Regions from separate parts of the Mus musculus genome. Here all the other regions are linked to region 1. A link is a contact called in public HiChIP or PLAC-seq and promoter capture Hi-C data. All regions are on one chromosome and are shown on one strand. The core of a region is the stretch at or near the end of the contact, and the rest is flanking DNA. Distances in the headings are between cores, read along the strand shown.

Region 1 (2,700 bases), core at 77-2,576:
TAGAGGCTGAGCATGCTACTCCTCTAGGCTCTTCTGTTACCGGCTTTAGAAAAACCTGCCAATGGCATGGGCCCCATGCACTTAACAACAGGCACTACTTCATAAAGAACTTGTGCTACAAATGGTAAAGACAAGTTGTCAAATGCCCCAAGACTCTGGGCATAGAAAAAAAAAAAAGGTTATACAAACCTTTCCAGCTTAAGTTCTTAAAACTTTTTTTAATTTTTGAATCTCATTTCATCACTACTGAGAATCATGCAGGACAAAAAAAGCATGGGCATTTTTATACTTTCTCATACAATGCTAATGGTTTATCACATTTGTCCCCCAAATTGGGGGGTGGGAGTGGGTGGTGATGGCGATCCAACTCAAAGAGGACATTTTTATGGGATATGTAATCAACGTATGTTTATACTGGAGTTCTGCCTAACATCCTGTGTTGGGTTTGCCTAGTCTCTTACCTCTCTAGCCCTCAGCCTTCCAAACCCAGAGATGAGTCAGTTCACATGTATGTGTTTTGATAAGCGCTAACACCTGACAGCATTTGATAAGCCGCGAGGAGCTAGGAGAACGGTAGCAGTGAGGGCTGAGCACGTTAACTATCGCTATCTTAATCTTCACAATCCTGGACTAACAAGCGACCTCACTGTACAGATTAGAAACCTGCAAAATAAGTCACAGCGACTCTCGCCCAACACCGCATCACGAAAAGCAGCCAACGGCGGCAATTTCAAAAGTGACAGTGTGAACTTTTCATCCAGCCCGGCAAGAGTGAGCGTGCGGTGCTGGGCCGCGGGCCCTGGCGCCGGCCCGCAGGAGCCGCGCGGGGTGCAGCCCGGACTGCCCCGGGAGTATCCCAAGACAGGCAGAGTCTCAGAAACAAGCTGCCTCGGACGCCTTCGACAACCCGCGTGAGGGGAGGACAAGACAGACCCTGCAGGAGCGGGGGACGAGGCCCGCGGACGCAGAACATTCTGGGACGTGGGAAGCCTTGGGGTCAGGTGAGAAGGCCGGATGCGAAGGCTGCGGCCACGACCCGCAGTGCGCCGGGACAGGGGCCTCTGGGGGCCAGGCGGGACAGCTGCAGTCCCAGCCCACCCGGACCGCAGCGAGACAAACCACGGGGCGCATGCAGTTCAGTGGCATCCCCCGGCCGCAGCGTCGCCTTCACAGGCAGGCGCGCCGGAGAACCCCGCGTCCTCTCACCTGGAGCGCGGCGGAACCAGCTACAGCGGACGAAAAAGCCGGCCGCAGCGGAACCTAAGGAGACCGGAAGCGAGGGGCGGGACCGGAACCGGCGGGCGGACCGGAAAGTGTGGTTGAGACCGGAAATGTGTTGTAGGGGAGGGGGAAATGCGGCTGCCGCTTGTTTGGTTTCTCCTCCGATGTGACGCCTGCGGAGCCCAGGCCGGCCGAGTGTTTTCCAGACTTTGACCTCTGTGAAAGAGACCCCTCCCGGTTCTTGGTGGCCGCCGCCGGCTGTTCTGCGCATGCTCCGGCCCGGTGGCGACTTTTTTTTTTTTTCCACCAGAGCTGAGCTTTGCGGAGCCCTGTGACTCCTGTGGCAGTGTCGCGTTCCGAATGAAGCCGACCTTTGAGGACTGAAGAGGAGACTTTTCTAGAGACGCAAGGAGCCAGGAATATAATTTGCCCACTCCAGGGGAAAGCCGGCCAAAGTGATCCAAACACTCATGGAACAAATATCCGTGTGACAACGGTGTTCCAGATCTGTGTGTCGGTCGGCTCCACCCACTCGTGCTTGCTTTGCCTCCTTAAATGCAAGGAAAGCTAGTTCTCTTTACAGAAGAATGCCATGCTTTCATAGAAATAAATGCTGCAGCGTTCGAAGTCACTCGGAGAGACCGGAGACTCCGTTTAAATTATAGTTATCCGAGTTTTTCTTCTTAAGCAGCCGCTCTCTTTAGTTCCTGTGAGCTAAAACAGGAAAGGGGCTTTTAAGGGCAGTTACAATTACTTCATTTCTGTGGGATTGACAGCTATGTGAGGAACTGCCTCACCCCCACCCCCCACCCCCTGTGCGTAATGATGAGCGGAGTTCGCAGAAATCAGAGCCAGCAGTTAATCATTTCATAGCAGTTTTCCAATTCATGGGGAAGGGGCAAGGAGTCAGAGTTGCTAGGAACTTATCTTTTCGGAATTTAGAATGGGTGCCTCACATAAAGTGGAGTTTTTCTTAGCTATCAAAGCAGTCTCCATTTGAACCCCTGGAGGCGGCTCTTGCCTGTAATCCCAGCTGAGGCAGTAGGATAGTGCATAAATTTGAAGCCAGCCTGGGCATAGGGAATTCTAGTTCCAGCCCTGGGATACAGACTGAAACTCTGACTCAGACAGAAGAAAGCCTCAACGGGACCTAACCCTTCTCATCCATTCAAGAAATTCCCAGTGTTACTTGTTATGCAAAAGAAAAAAGAAAAGAAAGACCTAAAAAGTAACTTGAAGAATGTTTACATCATCAGCCCCTAGATAAGTATATCTGATACTTTTTAAAACTTCAAATTCAATCTTAGAGACCCATAAGAGGCGTGGCCACCTCTTGACAGTTGTTCTCAGACTTCCTGTGCCTTGGTACAAACAGACCCACAGAAAAATTAATGTAATTGGAGGGAGGGGGAAAACATGGTTTCTCTATGTATAGCTCAGGCTTGCCTGGAACTCACAAAGATCCACCTGCCCAAGTGC
Region 2 (2,700 bases), core at 39-2,538, 1.2 Mb after region 1:
TGTATGAAATTCTCATGGAATAAAAAATATTAAATAAATAGATAAAGTCTTCTGGACTCCAAGTCAACACATCACAGAGATATTGTGTGTCTTAGTTAGGGTTTTACTGCTGTGAACAGGCACCATGACCAAGGCAACTCTTATAAGGACAACATTTAATTGGGGCTGCCTTACAGGTAGGTTCAGAGGTTCAGTCCATTATCATCAAGGCAGGAAGCATGGCAGCATCCAGGCAGGCATGGTGCTAGAGGAGCTGTGAGTTCTACATCTTCATCTGAAGGCTACTAGTGGAAGACTAGCTTCCAGACAGCTAGAATGAGGGTCTTAAAGCCCACACCCACTGTAACACACCTACTCCAACAGGGCCACACCTTCTAATAGCGCCACTCCCTGGGCTGAGCATATACAAACCATCACACTGTGCCTACTTAATCCATATTCACACTCACAATAACTAAGCTATGGAACCAACCTAAGTTTCCAACACAGAGGAATGAGTAGAAGAAAGGAGGTATAGACGCACAGTGGGATTCTTTTCAGCTCTGAGGAAGAATGAAGTTACAACATTTACAGAATATAGATACAACTGAGCACACTCTCGTTAAATAATCAATTTATTTGACAATCAAACCAGAAAGACAAATATCCTATGCTTTCTCCAATATGTGATCTCTCAAATTTTATAGAGATACAAAACTCAGTGTGTAAAAGTAATATGAAATCAGAGGAAAACTATCTAGGACACAAAAGAGAAACAGGAGAAATGAGGTAAAAAATAAAAGACAGAGGTATGGACAGTAATGTTCTCAAAGTATAATTCATACTCATATGAACATTTTTAATAATAAAAGAATAAAAGAACCTAAAACATACTATCTTTAAGGGGCTAGGGAGATAGCTAGTGGTAAAGACCACTGACTGCTCTTCCACAGAACACAAGATCTATTCCCAGCACCCACATGGCAGCTCACAACCATCTGCAACACAGTTCTAAGGGACCTTATACTCTCTCTTCTGTCCCCTGTTAGTACTGCACACATGTATGTACACAGACATACAAGCAGGCAAAACACACCTCCATTTCAAATAAGAATAAATAAAATCTTTTGTAAAAAATTTAAATACAGTCTTGAGAGCAAAGCTATATTCTCTAAGATGTGATTATTTTCTGTCAAGAGATGCCAAGTGCCTGGCAGACCCAAGTAAAGATGCTAGACATAGTTCTGCATCAATGACCTGGCCAGTCAGCTTCTGATGGATGACCTCAGTGTTTCATGTGGACACAGGCCCAGAGAGAGAGATGAGGACAGCGGAGGGATGTGAGAAAGAACGACTACATCTTATTGCAAAGTATCTCTTTCCCCAAAATAACCAAGATGAATGACTTTAACTGTGACACAGGACAAAGAATTTCAGTGTCACTGAGTTGACCATGGAGTGGGGGAGGGGGAAGCAGCCAACACAGCAAATCACTGTGGGGAAAATCAGAAAGGAAACAGTCCAGAACGAGGGCTCTGGAGATAAAAATCACCTCTCAGAGATATGCTGGTGGATTAAAAAAAAATCTCCTCAAGAATAGCAGGCAATAATTTATGATAGGAAAAAGCCATTACGAGCCAAGTGACCTTCCATCACCACAGCAAAGCACATATTTAACATGGGCTCGTTATACCTCATTTCTATCCGCTCTAGCCAATTCTTCAGTAGTTGCCAAGGTTTGGCCCCAAGAGTATTATCTGTGAGGCCAGCCCATTCTTCTCAAGGTTATAAATGTCCTGCCCGAAAAAGGGGTTAAGAAATGAAAACAGACTCTCCCACCCACTCCTGCCCTGGGATTCCTTTCCAGACTTATCAATGGCAGGCATTCATTACTCGAGTTTCTCAGATGCTCAACCTGCCTGCCAATCACTCTGGAAACAGAATGCAGGAACAACATTGGTTCCAGTGTTATTGGAACCCAGAGAGAAATGAGGACAACGGAGGGATAGGAGAAAGAATGACTACATCTTATTGCATAGTTTCTCTTTCCCCCAAAATAACCAAGATGAATGATTTGTGACACAGTCACAGTCATTCTGTGACACAGGACAAAGAATTTCAGTGTAACTGAGTTGACCATGGTGGATAAAAATGTTCGGCAACTGTAAGATTGTGGTAAAAAAATTAACTGATCAGGGGCTGGAGAGAAGGTTTAAGAGTAGGTTCTGTTCTTTGGAGGATCCGAGTTGGTGTCTAGCACCCACATCAGGCAGTTCACTGCTATCATTCCAGCTCCAAGGAATCCGACATCCTATTTGACCTCTGAGGGCACTGCATGCACATACAGAAACACACACATACTTAATAAATAAACTAAGTAAAATAATTAAATCTTTTTTAAGAAAACCTAATAATCATGGTGGGAGTCGGGGGAGATGTTCCACATCTGAGCCATCCAAGACCCAGAAAGGATTTCAGCTATGTCAAAGACTGATGGTCAAATGAAACGTTGGTCAGGCTCCTAGAGGAGAGAGAGTCTGGGGAGGATGACAGGATGCTCCAAGAGAGGAAACTTCTGTGCTCACTGCACAACTCAAAGTCCAAAAAGGAAGCAGAGATGCATCAGGCCAAAAACAATTCTGCATGAAAGAAGATTCCAGAAAAAGAGCCAAAGATAAATAGCAAGCTAAAAGAAAATCAGTTGTAATGAATACTCTAGAC
Region 3 (2,700 bases), core at 60-2,559, 1.4 Mb after region 1:
TGTTTGCCCTTCGTTGTGAATCTTACTTGTCTTGTGTTCCCTCCCCCAATCATTCTTTTCTTGATCTTCTTAGGGCCAGTTCCTTTGTATTGTTCCAGTTTTAGCATACATTCAATCTCCTCAAAGAGCCCTGAATATTCTGCTGTTTTTCCTCTGACATTGTTGTCTGTAACATTATGTTCTTGGTTTTGACAAGCACTTATTCTCTCTAATTAAATATTTTCTTGATTGTTATGTCCCTCCTCCAGTGACCTTTAAGCTCCCAGGGAACTTGAGCCCCAGCTGTAGTCCTCGCTTGTAACACCCTGAAGATGCTCAGTAAATAGTGGCAGAATTATTTTTTAATTAAAAAAATGTATATGTATAAATACATATATATTTACATATATAACTTTATTTTAACATTTAAGTAATTTTTATTTTATTTCTTTACAAATAAATAACATTTAATTAAAGGTTTTAATTATAACTTAAAAATTAAGGTCTTATTGTGTAACCCTGGCTGACCTGGAACTTCTGATGTAAACTAGACTGTCCTCAAACGCATTGAGATTCGCCTGCCTCTGCCTTCTGAGTGCTAGGATTAAAGCAGTCTGCAACCAGGGCAGGTAAAACTTATAAAAATTAAGGAATTGCCTAAAACAAAATGTAGTATTACTTCAAGTTTTATCACAAGTTTTGACTGACATATTAAGTGAAAAACCTGATCAGTGGAAATTACTTTAGCAGATCTCAAAAATTATGTATGCTTTTAGAAACCAAAGCCACAGAGTTCTTGGGTATATCACATAAAACACATATAGGTATGCTGTGTATGAGTACTGGTGGCTTTCTGGTTTCCCAACTAATGTGAACTAAGTTTCTGAGGCTTGTTACAAACTATCTTAACGAGGGTACTAGGTAGCTGTCTACAGATAAAATCATTGTATCATAAAACTAGAGTGGGGAAGGATTTAGAATAAAATTCTACACTGGTCAGGGCTGGAATCCCAGGTTCAGTGATGTATAGACGCCTATATGTTTGGAAGCAAATGCAGAAACACGTGCGTAGATGAAGAACACGCACGCCAATCACACTCTGTAATCGTGCTTAGCATCAATGTGTACATCTGAAGAAGGTGAGCGCGAGTAAGTCTTGCAACTGTTGTGATGGCAATCACGCGGAGGCTGTGTCAGAGGTCCCCAAACCGCAGCGATCTCAGCCCTCTCACGCTCCGGGGGCGCAGGGCGCGGACTACAATTCCCGGCGTGCGGCGCGCGGCGCGGGCGGAAAGCCGGCCACTTCCGCCCCACGCAGCGCCGGTGCGGCCGCGTCTCGACGTGTCACTGGCGGCGCCGTGGCTGTGGCCGGGAGAAGGAGCTCCGGCTAGGGAGAGTTCGCGGCGGTGGGTGGCGGCGGCGACCCGGACCTGGACCAGCCCCGGCGCGGAGGCGTCCCGGGGTCCGTGGAGAGTGGCGGCGGGCGGCGGCGGGCCGGGCCGCGCGGGGCGCGATGCTGAACATGTGGAAGGTGCGGGAGCTGGTGGACAAAGCGTGAGTATCGGGGGGCAGTTGCGGCCGGCCCCGCGGCGGGGGCGGGGAGCGTGCGCACGGTGGTCCAGCGCGCGGGGACACGCGGCACGCCCCCCCGCCCTGCGGCCTGGTGAAGGCGGCGGCCGCGGCGGGCCTGGGCCTCGGTCTCCGAGCCTCTGGCGGCTCAAAACCCCCCTCCCTGCTCCGGTCTCTGCTCCCCGGGACGTCCTCACCGCGCCCCTACCCCGCGCCGGGCAGACAGATGCTTTGATCGTCGTACCCAGCTTGGAGTTTGGCCTCCTGGACACCAGGCCCGGCTTGGGGGCGAGGGGACGCGTGCTCCCGTCCCCGGTAACCCCCGTGGTGTAATTCGGAGACACCTTAGGCCTGGCCTGGTATGCCCTTTACCTTGGTAGACACCTTTGAATTTCTAGTGAACCTGCAGTGGAGTGAGTGGGAGGTGTAACAAGTGGTCACTGTGGACAGGCTGGAGTTGCTCAAGAGGAGACTCGCCCTTCGGGTTTGTCACACTAAGTGAAAGCAGATGACCAGACAACTTTCCGTGACTGTTTTCCTCTAACTTTACCACTACACTTCCTTTTGGGGTGGGCAATCATGTAAATAAAAATTACTCTAAAGGGTGAAGGAAAAGAAAAAAAGCCCAGTTTATATCCTGTTGACCTGTTTTTAACTCCTTTCAGAGTAAAATAACTCAGTGCTTTTAGTATACTCAGAAACCCTTAGCACTTTAAGTTGAGCATATCGAAAATAACAGTAGGTCTTTTAGGTCACCAGGAAATAAGACTTTAAATATTTAACCAGCCCTCTTCCTTTTTGGGTTTTTGTGATTATGCAATAAGTGTGGTAAAGAAACAGTTCTTTTGAACCACCCACCTAACCTGAAACCAGGAAGTATAGAAGCTCTTTTTGACCCCAGAAAACAACATTCTTTAAAGCAACTTGTCTGACGCTTCTGATGGTGCTTTGCTACCAAGGAAGTGCTTAAGGAGTACCGTTTTCAGAACCGAAAGAGCTAAGTTCTTAACTTTGTAGAATTCCCGTCTTCTCCAGTTCAGGATGAAGATCATTGCGGCCCTCTTAGTCCATGAGGGTGAAGAGCCAGGGGCTTCCGTTTCCTTAGGATGATTTGTGATACAACACGTTCCTGTCTGTGCTTCTGAAGAGAAC
Region 4 (2,700 bases), core at 57-2,556, 1.0 Mb before region 1:
AGAAAGCGTTCATCCAAAGATAATCCCTGCCTTCTTGGTCCCTCTCTCAAGCCTTGCGCTCTGAGTCCGCAGGACTCTGCTCTGCCTTTAGCTGCCTTGAAAAATCAAAATTATTTTTACATTCTTAACCCACTTCAAGTTCCTTTTTTAAAAAGTCTACTACTTTGGGCTGTTTGACTGAGGTGGTGGGGACGTTAGCTATAGTCCTGTATATCTGAAGAGCACTTCACGTAGGGGAAGTATAAATAACCACAAGACAGCATAAAGAAAAATGGCCAAGCAATGGCTCAGTAGTCAATACAGGTCATTCTTGCAGAAGCCCCCGGTTTGGTACTCATTCTGGTTCACAGACATATATCTGCATTTCCAGTCACAGATGATCTAACGCCAATGATGTGCAAACTCACACACAAAAAACATAAGGCTTTTTTTTTTTTTTTCCTGAGACAGGGTTTCTCTGTGTAGCCCTGGCTGTCCTGGAACTCACTCTGTAGACCAGGCTGGCCTCGAACTCAGAAATCTGCCTGCCTCTGCCTCCCAAGTGCTAGGATTAAAGGCATGTGACACCACTGCCTGGCATAAGGCTTTTTTTTTTTTTTTTTTTAAGAAAAATAAATTCACCAAAGTCGCCTATTTTCCAGGAGTTTGTTTTTTATGGGGATGTTTGTTTGTTTGTTTGTTTGAAAAAGGGTCTTCCTATGTCACTGGCCAGGACCTCAAAGATATGCCTATCTCTGCTAGGATTAAAGGTGTGTGCCATTACGCCGACCTTTGCAGCATTTTCAATAATCATTTTTGCTAAGATTCTGTGCTGTAGGCTGGCAAGATGGCTCAACAGGTAAGAGCACTCACTGACTGTTCTTCTGAAGGTCCTGAGTTCAAAACCCAGCAACCACATGGTGGCTCACAACCATCTGTAGTGGAATCTGATGCCCTCTTCTGGTGTGTCTGAAGAGAGCTACAGTGTACTTATATATCTTTGGGTGGGAGCAAGCAGAGACTGACTGGGCGAGCGGGGTTGACCGGAGCGAGCAGGGGTCCTAAAAAAATTCAATTCCCGACAACCACATGAAGGCTCACAACCATCTGTACAGCTATAGATTATCCATATACATAAATAAATCTTTAAAAAAAAAAAAAAAAAAAAAAAAAAAAAAGATTCTGTGCTGTTCCAGAAAGAAAGCTGCACTGCCATCACTTCGCCTTTCTGGGTCAAAAAAAAAAAAAAAAAAAAAAAAAAAAAAAAAAAAGAGCCAAGCGCTTGCAAATGCGCATGTGCCGATCTCCCGGAAGTTATCTCTGCGCAGCCGGAAGAAGGCAGGGAACCCGGAAGTAAACATTGCCGAGTCGCTTCGTTTCTGGCGGATGGTTTTGAGTGGTCTGCGGCGCGACTGGGTAAGTTGGGGTTCTGAGATTGAGCAGACGAACTGGGGACCTCGGGGAGCGGGTATCCCCTGCAGTGAGTCCTCGCGGTGATGAGCCGTCGTGGAACGGCGGACCCGGGTGGAGACTGTGGCCCAGGACGCAGGCGCCGCCCTCGCGTTCAGCCGGACCGAGGCTGACTCCTCAAGGAAAAGCCCTGGTCACTGTAAGCCGGACATCCTGAGCAGCCCGTACCGAAGCTGAGCCCTCTGTCCCCAAAAGAGTTCCTTTGAGGTTCAGTTTTTTCCGTTAGGTGGAGATGATCTTATTTTGTGAGGGTCAAATTAGAATGTCCGTATTGCATCAGTGAGTGGGAGCTGTTAAAGTTCTAACTCGGAGAGAGCCGGACCCTCTGCAGAGCAGTGGAACCTAATGACAAAACACTTCAGTCCCTCTTAATCTTGAATGTGACAGGCCTGCACTCCAGTGTCTGTGGTTTGTAACAGGGGTTGAAAGACCAACTAAAGTCAGGCTTGGGTTTGCGATCTGTCGTCTCTCACTAATGTCTTGTTATCTGAAGGTGTTAACCCCCCCCCCCCCGCCCCAAACTTGTTTCCTCACCATAAAATAGGGTGGTTGTAAAGATTTGGTGACGGTCTGCATGGTAAATTAAAGAAATGGTAACTGTTAAAATGAAGATGATTAAATCTGTGCTTCTAGTATATACTACCACGGATTTCTAACACTTCTGTTTTTATTTTTAAGTCTATTTTATTTTAATTATGTGTATAAGTAGGTAGGTGGGTTTGCCCTTGTAAGAACGTGTGTAGTCTTCTTGGAATCCCTGTAGCTGGAGTTAGGGACAGTTGTGAGCCACCTGACATAGATGCTGAGAACTGAGTTAGGGTTGTCTACAGGAGCAGTAGGTGAACCGTCTCACCTGCCCCATACACAGACCTCTATGGTGGCATATGCCTATAAAGCCAGAACTCGGGAGATGGAGGCAGACACAATTTCACAGGAAAGTCATGGAGTTTAAGGAATGCTGTGGATAAATACTTAGTGTTCTGGGTGTGGATGTCATGTACACAGTTGGTTGTGTAGATTTGAAGATCAAATGAAAAGTCTAGGGCAGAGAGATAGTATGGAACCCCAGTAGTGGGATACTGTTCCTCCTGAATCTTGGCAACTGGTATTGTTTAGAGTGGTGAGTGAGGCTCTTGCTGCTCTGTAAGGAATCAGCCTCTAAATAAACGTGTGCAAATAGATGAGCCTGCAGAGAAGTCGAGAACAGGAGAGGTGTTCACGGAAAACCAGTAACATGTTATAGAAGCCAAA
Region 5 (2,700 bases), core at 161-2,660, 1.1 Mb after region 1:
ATGACTCCACCATTTGCTTAAAAGCCATGCTGTGTTTCCTAGACAATGGCTATACTCCAAGACACACATTCCGGTTTTTAAGGCTCTAATGTAAACATTCTATAAACAGCTCTTTCCCTATGCCTTTGCCCTCCCCATGAAGGCTTTTAACATATTGTTTCTGCTCACTTTTTTTTTCTCCCTTTCTAAATTCAGCTCTGCTCTCTTGCTCCCTTGCTTCTCCTTCCCTTTCTGCTTCAATGTCTCCTTGCCCATCTCCTGACTAACTTCTTCTGCAACATCCTCACTGCTGTGGCTGTGCTCCTTTGAGGAACCTTGTCTTGTCGGGGGGGGGGGGGGGGGTTCTGCAGTTCCCAGCCGTTTCTCGCTCTCTGTTTTCTTGTTTGCCCAGCAGAGCTGTCCTCCTCTGCTGGGTCTGTGTCTCCGCTTTCATGTTTACTGGAAAAGCTTCACTCCACTTCTCACCTCTTCCTGCCCCCCACCGCCTTCCCATCCAGCACCAGTGTGCCCTCATCTCTCCACTGCCCTTTCTTTCTGGATGCCTGGTCCTCCTTGTGTGATCCTTCCTTTCCCACACCCTTCACCCCCATTCTTGGTCCTCTCCTCCCTTATCCCTCTCTCTCCTCTTGCTGCCATTATGTCCCCTCCTGGTTTACACACTCCCTCTTTATCATTGTTTCCACTCCTTCTGGCTACTGATACCATAAAGGGGGTTGCAAACTCTATCCCTGGCTGCATGTGCACACCAGGAGCCTGCCTGGCAGCCTAGCATCAAAATTGCACAGAAAACTGGATCTTGGTGCCTATGTGTAGTAGCTTGGCCTTGGATAGATCTCAGTTAGAGGGCTTCAGTGTAAAGCTGGAGCCCCAGGCATCCAACTCAGGAGGCAAGATGCAGAGAGAACTGTTTCTATTTTCCAGGGCCTTTGGTCAAGTTAAGGCCACAGACCAGTTGAGGTTTCAAGGAGACCTAAATGTCATCACCTCTACCCCTTTCCTCTTCTCTGTCTCTGTCTCTCTCTTTCTCTCTCTGTCTGTCTCTCTGTATGTCTCTCTCTCTGTCTCTCCATCTCTCTGCCTCTCTCTCTCCTCCTCTCTCTGCCCCCCACTCTGTGTGTGTGTGTGTGTGTGTGTGTGTGTGTGTGTGTGTGTGTGTGTGTATGTGTGTGTGTGTGTCTTATGTATGTACTTCTCATTTTGTCTCACTTTTGTCCAGGATACAAAGGCCTTGTAACTTATCAGATTTAGCATACAACATTACCACACTACAAAATAAAATAGAAAAGATAGAAAAGAGAGTAAGAGGCACCCCGGCAGAAGGAGTTGGTGCTGCAGGGCAAAGGCTGGCCTTGCCCAGTTGTTCTGCCTTCCCCAGGCTCCAAGTCAAGCAGGACTGACTATGCCTTTCCTTAGAGTACAGCGCCATCTAGCAGATGAAATGCCAAACCTGTAGCTGAAGGCCTGGAAGCAAGTCTCCACAGATTCAGGCCAGTCAAACCGCAACTGGTCTGAAATAGCAATGTAGCCCTCTGGCCTTGTTTGATATTTCGGTCCATTTTCAACTCTCTGTTTTTCCTGAGCCTCACTCCTGAATTCCTCCAGTATGGTCTTCATTCCTAGAAAAGGCAGCAAAGTTCCAGGTGAGCTGGCAGACTTTGCCTGAAGCTAGGAAGCCCTGGGTGGCATTTTCCAAAGCAAAATAAAACGGAATTTCCTGAAGACGAGGTAATCTTCGTTCCTCATTTCTTTTTCTGTTGTTTCTTCTTTCATCCTTCTGTGAAGACCTGACTTTCAATCACCTCCACAAAGTTACTGTTTCTACATACCATTTATACTCTGTCATTTACTTTTAACTACAAACCCCAGTAGGTTGTCAGTAGCTGTCTATAATCTTTGCCAAAACGTGTGCTGAGGCATCTATAGTCAAATCCATACAGGTTCAGGTAGAGAGCTGTGAAGAGCCACCAATGTCTACGAGGAATATGGGTATGTAGGGTGGCAATGAGACTGTCCCATGTCTGTCCTCAAAGAATTGGGGCATAAGTAATGTAAATATCTCAACATTGCAGAAAAAATGTCCCAGGGCCACACATCTGAAAGCAAGCCATGTCATCTCTCAGTCCTCTCTAGCCTTTCATTTCAGGGGAGGCAAACTAAGGTCAGAGGAGGTCATGCCTAACCTAAGATCACTCACGTTCTTGTGGCATCAAGACGAGACTCCAGCTTGGTACCCTATCATTTCTGGTCCCTCTAACACCTTCCTAATTACACCCAACAGAGAAAGAAGCTCTCCTATTGACCATGCAGGATACCTCTGACCTCCATTATCACAGTGCAAGTGAGAGTCAGCCATTAAAAAAAAAAAAAAGAGTCCAGCTCAAAGCTGAAGGTTCTACCAACTCCATGGCTGCTCACGGTGCATTAGAAGAGCCTGAGGCTACATCTAAGCCTGTCCAGGGGAAACATTACCATCAATTCATGGTGTTCACCATCACTATAGACACAGAATGAGAGTCAATAAAACAACATTCTATGCTTGCTTAGTCTCTTCCAGCCCTGATACTTTGCAGTGTGTGCCTTGAGCAGAAGTCATGAGTTTCTTTCTTGAACTTGAACCAGAAATTTGGGGTTAGGGATACATAGCAGTAATCCTATGACCCACAGATAGTTTTGTACAACCATAGGCTCCCCGTCTCAGTT

What was found. Promoter capture Hi-C pulls out the DNA fragments that hold promoters and counts their contacts. HiChIP or PLAC-seq counts read pairs in DNA pulled down with a chosen protein or histone mark.
Region 2: a contact with region 1 is called in an H3K4me3 HiChIP or PLAC-seq map of stem cell-derived neural progenitor cells, with 6 times the contacts expected there. The contact joins the enhancer-like site here to the promoter of Ublcp1 in region 1. A contact is called at or near these places in 4 of 39 promoter capture datasets (hippocampal neurons, liver and pre-B cells), 4 of 115 datasets of contacts at active chromatin or transcription factors (astrocytes, fibro-adipogenic progenitors, large pre-B cells and 1 more) and 1 of 9 other capture datasets (liver).
Region 3: a contact with region 1 is called in an H3K27ac HiChIP or PLAC-seq map of extraembryonic endoderm stem cells, with 11 times the contacts expected there. The contact joins the promoter of Clint1 here to the promoter of Ublcp1 in region 1. A contact is called at or near these places in 3 of 39 promoter capture datasets (embryonic stem cells, hippocampal neurons and pre-B cells), 6 of 484 Hi-C or Micro-C datasets (CD4 T cells, CD8 T cells, embryonic stem cells and 3 more), 5 of 115 datasets of contacts at active chromatin or transcription factors (the 230-238 cell line, extraembryonic endoderm stem cells, fibro-adipogenic progenitors and 2 more) and 3 of 9 other capture datasets (adipose tissue, liver and pancreatic islet).
Region 4: a contact with region 1 is called in a promoter capture Hi-C map of liver, with 6 times the contacts expected there. The contact joins the promoter of Slu7 here to the promoter of Ublcp1 in region 1. A contact is called at or near these places in 6 of 39 promoter capture datasets (embryonic stem cells, hippocampal neurons, liver and 1 more), 4 of 484 Hi-C or Micro-C datasets (the G1E-ER4 cell line, cortical neurons, embryonic stem cells and 1 more), 6 of 115 datasets of contacts at active chromatin or transcription factors (astrocytes, bone marrow-derived macrophages, embryonic stem cells and 1 more) and 3 of 9 other capture datasets (adipose tissue, liver and macrophages).
Region 5: a contact with region 1 is called in an H3K4me3 HiChIP or PLAC-seq map of pro-B cells, with 6 times the contacts expected there. The contact joins the enhancer-like site here to the promoter of Ublcp1 in region 1. A contact is called at or near these places in 8 of 39 promoter capture datasets (the 3T3-L1 cell line, 3T3-L1-derived adipocytes, the C10 cell line and 4 more), 2 of 484 Hi-C or Micro-C datasets (B cells and adipose-derived mesenchymal stem cells), 5 of 115 datasets of contacts at active chromatin or transcription factors (the 230-238 cell line, extraembryonic endoderm stem cells, large pre-B cells and 2 more) and 2 of 9 other capture datasets (adipose tissue and liver).

Annotation. Positions count from the first base shown.
Region 1 is chr11:44,469,222-44,471,921 of GRCm38.p6, forward strand. It overlaps Ublcp1 (ubiquitin-like domain containing CTD phosphatase 1), which reads right to left and starts at 1,327. Exons shown (of 11, transcript NM_024475.5): 1 at 1,207-1,327.
Region 2 is chr11:45,668,838-45,671,537 of GRCm38.p6, forward strand. All of the region lies in intron 3 of Gm39816 (a long non-coding RNA gene), which reads right to left. Among named protein-coding and RNA genes, the nearest start is that of Gm22284, 31 kb to the left of the region's middle. Within about 2 kb of position 1,289, at least 10 of the 459 cell types and tissues checked have an H3K27ac peak or open chromatin away from gene starts, as enhancers often do. A contact at or near this core is called in stem cell-derived neural progenitor cells, where this site is marked.
Region 3 is chr11:45,850,660-45,853,359 of GRCm38.p6, forward strand. It overlaps Clint1 (clathrin interactor 1), which reads left to right and starts at 1,310. Exons shown (of 12, transcript NM_001045520.4): 1 at 1,310-1,533. The coding sequence starts at 1,493.
Region 4 is chr11:43,432,425-43,435,124 of GRCm38.p6, forward strand. Slu7 (SLU7 splicing factor homolog (S. cerevisiae)) reads left to right here and starts at 1,307. Exons shown (of 16, transcript NM_198936.1): 1 at 1,307-1,395.
Region 5 is chr11:45,538,226-45,540,925 of GRCm38.p6, forward strand. No RefSeq gene overlaps it. Among named protein-coding and RNA genes, the nearest start is that of Gm22284, 100 kb to the right of the region's middle. Within about 2 kb of position 1,411, at least 23 of the 459 cell types and tissues checked have an H3K27ac peak or open chromatin away from gene starts, as enhancers often do. A contact at or near this core is called in adipose tissue and pro-B cells, where this site is marked.